2 separate regions of the Drosophila melanogaster genome follow, and region 1 is linked to region 2. Evidence: chromatin contacts called from public Hi-C data. All regions are on one chromosome and are shown on one strand. Each heading gives the region's core, a stretch centred on a gene start, on an enhancer-like site or on the middle of the called end of the contact. The rest is flanking DNA. Distances are from core to core; before and after follow the strand shown. Region 1 holds the start of lncRNA:CR45109 (long non-coding RNA:CR45109). Region 2 holds the start of lncRNA:CR46019 (long non-coding RNA:CR46019).

Region 1 (2,863 bases), core at 240-2,739, 50 kb after region 2:
CAGCAGCGTAATGTGAATGAATTAGCTCGATTTGCATGGAAATTTCATAAATATGTAAGCCGGACTTTGGGTGGTTGGGTGTCAAATTGAGGAGCGTGCTCAAAAAGCGGGAGAAAAGCAAACAAAATTGCACAACCCCCAAAGGTACGAGTAATCAAAGCAAAAATTACCTAATTAACATAATCCGCAGTGGCCAAATGAGGCGGCTTCTGCTCTTCTCCTCCCAGGCTTCTGGTGGTTTTTTTTTTCTCCTATTCGAGGGGGAGTTGTGGGCGTGGCCAGTCGGTAAGGATGTCGTCTGGTTTGGTCGTTGATTAGCGCTGCCTTTTGCTCTACACTCGCATTCGCGTCCTGCGTTTGTCTGTCTGCGTAAATCCTCTGTGATAAGTTGTCTAGGACGTGATCCTGTTCACGTTTCTCGTTCTGATTAATATGCACAGACGTTTAAATTTCGTTTTTTCCCTGCTTTCGGTTTATTTTCGGGGGTTTTGTTTATGGTTTATTCACTTCGCCTGCTGTTTGCTTTAAGTCTTTTTCCCGGGCACTGATGCACTGCAAATGGATATTTTACCGTGAGCTTTACGAGCTAGCTTTCACCTGCTTTTGCAGGCGAGCGGAAATGAGCAGATTCTTACACACACACACACACACACACGCATAGTGCACACTCAAAGACACGTACACACATACATGCAACTGGCGGAAATGAGTGGAACACGCGAAATTCTTTATCCGGTATGCTGGCAAAGTTCTTAAAAGTTTTTATATTCAAACAACACACTCTATCCCAGAACCATGCTTTACAATGTTTACTCTGTTTTAACTGGACACAAAATAAACCTCTTTCTGAATTCATTCATTCCACAGCTTTAGTGCTAGAAGTATATTCATATAAAATATTCTATTCTATGCATTAAGACATAATTCTGCTCATCAGCTGTTTTACGAACGCTAAATTTTCATCTCAAAAATTTATTATGTTCGCATTCATACGAATTTTATTCCTTAAAGCATGGATATATGAATATATCTGATATTAAAAAATAAAGGCATACAAATATATATTCTCAAAATAACAACCTCCCACTGAATACAGTCAGTATCATAAATAATGTGTTAGCTATGAGGATGTTCCAATCCCAATTCCCATTTCGACGCCTTGCTGTCTGCTAGCTAGAAAATACAAAAAATATGTTGACATTTCGCCTTTTTCTACCGGAAGTTGGCTAACATCACAAATACCAACGCAACACGCACAATACAAAAACACACGCCAACCACACAGTTCAAAACAAGCTCGATCTGCTCTACCTGGTAACTTTTTTATATTTATTTTTGGCTTTGGTTAGAATCGCACAGTTTCTGGAGGCAGTTAGTTAGTTAGTTGTTTGTGGCCTCTTCACACGGCACTTGGCACTTGGTTTTTGTTTGATTGAATCGACGCTTTCTCGGGTCGCGTGTCCTGGCCTCGATGTATTTAGCACTAGACTGAGCTGCTCACTCGGCAAGGACATGCTTTTAAGCCATCCTCCGGAGTTCGAAATTCGAAATAGTCGCTGGGCGCCTGCGCGGTTTCTCTTTTCTATTCGGTGAGCAGCTGGCTGATTTGCTCTTCAAGCTGCTGACTGCGTTTTGTTATTATTTTGTTTATGTCCCTGTCAGCAGAGATGTGTGTGTGTGTGTGTTTGTCATCACCTGTTAGCATTTGCGAGTCCTTGAAATTCGGCTCAGTTTCTTGCACAACCTGAGCGACCAAAATCCACCCACTCGGTTGGCAGATGCTGCCTGTGACATTGTCTTTGCCATTATGTAATAATTACAAAGACATACGCACACGTGTTAAACTTCAAATTAATTGCTACCCAAAAGTCTAGGGATATTTGGGCATGGACATGGGCATGAATATGAGTACACAGGGTCCTTGGATGGACATGGCAGGACATTTTCTACTGCTGACCACAGCCCAAACACCAGGCACGTTCCCGTTTTGTATGCTGCTACCAGGATGTGCGGAATATCCAGCACTGAAGGTCATGTAATGATAAGGGGGAGTGGTTGGTCCAAACAGGGGTCGTGGCGAATATGCGTTCAGGTGTTGTCCAGGTGCAAGCGACGCGCAAAAGTCATTAAGTGTGGCCTGCAAAGTGTGATGCACCCCGACAACTGAACAAACATTAGGCTTAATTAACTAGACTGGTGTGTTACTCTTTATTAAACTAGGATATTTTAAAATAACAGAATGTGCACCTTAGGTCACAAGTAAAATATAAAACTGTTTCAGTAATCTAAATGATAAATAGCCAAGTTTATATAAACTTACGATGCTTTTGGGAAAATAGACATTCATAAATAGCTGTTTAAACCACAATATTACCTTCTAAACGCATTTAAATATCCTATTGAATTGAAATATTTAATATGTCTCTTTTTATTAAAGTATGTCTTGTTTAGTGTCTGGTAATTCCGTGTAAGCCAAGCAACTTGGACTTCGTGAGTTTCAAAGTGCCATCATGACTTCCAGACTTCGAGCCATGAAGTTTGGGCCATAGCCTGACTACCCTGAAGTTACCGCTTATAACAAGAACATCAACAACGCCGTAACGAGGTTCATGTTTAATGGCCGTGCAGTCGCAGTCCTTCGGATGGAGTAAGGTGTTGTTGTGCCGGAGAGTGGGATGGCTATAGGGCCGTATGACTATATCCACAATCCTGTCGGGTGTCGGGCCAACAAATGCAGCTACAAAGGCAGCCCAAAAGACATGCACTAATATCGTGTGCTGTCCGTGTTGCATTTCTCCCCGACCACGCACCTTGCCCCTTCGTGTGCCATGTTTTTGGGCTTACAGCTTGAACCTGACACAGA
Region 2 (2,700 bases), core at 92-2,591:
CACTCGATTTGCTGAATTGACATCACAGTTCCCAGCTACCAGCAGTTTTTGCATCTCGCCTGCTATTAATGCGTCCACGGACCACGGACATCTTTGCGGTAACATGGCCGTCATCGTGGCTACGCTTGATTCATTTCACATTTCAGTTATCATCAAATAAGCACCACACACTGCCCGCAAACAGGACAGAAGCTTCGATCTGGATACGGAATACGGAATAGGGGGACATGGGCGAACACATAGCACCACTAAAATTTCAAATCCACATGCACCACACCACACGACACCACACTCCCTGCCCAATCCCAATCCCAATCCCCATCCCCATCCCATTCCCAATCCCAATCCTTGCAGTCAACTGAGCGCCTTTATCATCAATTGCCAGTGCCCCCTTGGATTCCTCCTGCTGTCAGTTGTGGTCACTGCTGACAGTTCTTGATCAATACAAATGGCCAAATATCTTGGAATTGGCTGGTGATTGCTAACTGGTTTCTATTCATCGGCTGCTTTATGCGGCTGTTGAACCTGGCTTGTTTAGTTCTATTATAGACGTTTAATTTATTGGACCCCTAATTGGGTAGAGCAACTCGGGTTGCATTGTCAGGGCCAAAGTATAGGATTTGATTGGTGCTTAGTTAGTATATGATATATATTCTACTATCATATTCTACCTATTACAATAAGTGTTTTTTATATATGTATAAAGTTTATATAACAAGGATATGTTGTCAATAAAAGCCAAGTATCCCTTGCTAAAAATAACATAACAAACATACATACAAACTTATCTAATGACTTCAAATTGTCAAACGCCTATGAGATTTTTGGCACCTATCACCTAGGAAACCAAATCTTTAACTGTTAGGGAAAGGAACCTACGGTTTGGCCCATGAAAATAATATTGAAGTTTTGACTTCGCTCAAAAACATGCTTTTGATTTTTATTGAACCTCGCAGAACTACGCGTGCTTTTGAATTATTTGCCTGTTTAATTTCGCTTAATGTCTATCCGTTTACGCCGTCAATTCCTGCAGGAATCCGGCGGGTCACTGAATGCCGGATAACCACTTTCATTACAAATTCATTTCCCCGGTCGCCGGCTCCCGACTCCCGTCTGCCGACTCCCGTCTGCCGACTCCCATGATCAGCTCGCCAGCTGCGTTGTGGCACATTGACCGCATTCGAAAACGTCGATGATGCTGGATGCTCCTGCAGTGAGGCTCCCGTGGGGCATTAAAATTCGCAATGAATTTGCATAAATTTTTCGGCGGCAACACTGTGACCTTTTTGGAAACACTTCACCATTTTCATCGCCAACGCAATGTTGCCAATTTTATGGACCTGGGATCTGGCAATTAGAGTGAACGTTGAAGAACTTTAATATGCATTCATTTCACGCTGGAAAACAAGAGAGAATTATATAGTCCAGTTCCTCGACTATCAGCAGATGGAGCTTTATCTCATTGTAAATCTTGAAAATATCTCAAAGTGTATATCCGTTTTTATACGATAAAATTCAAAAATATACCTTTCAATACCAATCGACGTGCATTGCTGTGTCATTCTGCCTAGCAAACCTGCTCTCTATTAGGGCCCGCCTACTTTGCATACGCTTCCTGTTTGGAATTGTCCTTTTCGGTGACTCGCGCGATTTTCATTATTCAAACGACAATCAATCATTTTAACAAATTGACGTGCACAATGACGTTGGCTTTTATTTTTTGGGTACGGGTTGCCTAAAAACAAAGCGGACAGCTGATTTTAGCAGTTTGGCGGCTGTCTTCTGCCGCGTTTTCCTTTTTTTTTTTCCAATTTTGTTGGCTGCCTTTTCACATTTTGAGGGTAATTTGCTAATTGGAGGCGTCATCGGCTTCGACAGAAAAGGCAACGCCACATCATCGCTCAGCCCAAAATCGAGTTGGCTTAGTTAGTCAGTCATGGTGGGGAACTTTTCGTCCTGCCCGATGAATGGGTCGAATGGCATTGGGCGGGGCAGCTGTTGGCCCTTTTTAATGTAGTCGATGATATTCAATAAGTATTTTTGGGACGGTCGAAAGGTTATTGATGTTGGACTTTGATTTATTCCTACGAACATTCTCGTAAAAGTATAAATTCTACACTGTCAATGAATTTATTTCATTTCTAAGGCATACATATCAAAGCAAAATATTTTTGAGCAATGAATGCGTTTATTTGTGTTGGGCAGAGGATATCTATCAATCAATTTAAATTTACTGGATTATTTATTTATATAAATTTATCAAATTTCTAAAACTGTTCAAACTGTGTTGAGAGTCTATTAAAACTAAAATATGAGTGTGCCAAACCATTTAACACCTGGTCTTCCACCTTATGGTAACCCCCAAAATTTATTAATTACTCCGTGTGTGGCATGAATATAAATATTTATTTATAAATTGAATTCAACCCCAATGAAATTCAGTTGAAAAAATTAAGTATTTGTCACATTTAATTGAATTGAAGCAATGTGGCATGCATTTTTCATATAGATACGGGGCCAACATGCAACAAAATTCAATTTGGTTACGTGTGCACACATATAATGAAGAATTTAATTACAATATATATTCATTTTGTTAACTAACCTCTGCACTCCAACTCCACAGGGTTTTTCTGCGCGATGTGGTGGAAACGGCCAACGTTTTCATTAAAATGATGGAGCGCTTCTGCCAGGACTCTG

What was found. A called contact is a pair of places that touch in the nucleus more often than the background predicts.
Region 1: a contact with region 2 is called in a Hi-C map of the Kc167 cell line, with 1.4 times the contacts expected there. The contact joins the promoter of lncRNA:CR45109 here to the promoter of lncRNA:CR46019 in region 2. A contact is called at or near these places in 34 of 107 Hi-C or Micro-C datasets (the D17-c3 cell line, the Kc167 cell line, the ML-DmBG3-c2 cell line and 13 more).

The regions. Positions count from the first base shown.
Region 1 is chr3R:13,154,198-13,157,060 of dm6, forward strand. lncRNA:CR45109 (long non-coding RNA:CR45109) reads right to left here and starts at 1,490. Exons shown (of 3, transcript NR_125154.1): 1 at 1,312-1,490; 2 at 171-552. The region is part of intron 11 of timeout; the gene reads left to right. It overlaps 2mit (2mit,), which reads right to left and starts at 1,490. Exons shown (of 4, transcript NM_142001.4): 1 at 1,312-1,490; 2 at 171-552.
Region 2 is chr3R:13,104,150-13,106,849 of dm6, forward strand. It overlaps lncRNA:CR46019 (long non-coding RNA:CR46019), which reads right to left and starts at 1,342. Exons shown (of 1, transcript NR_133390.1): 1 at 921-1,342. timeout reads left to right here. Exons shown (of 18, transcript NM_079617.3): 8 at 2,627-2,700.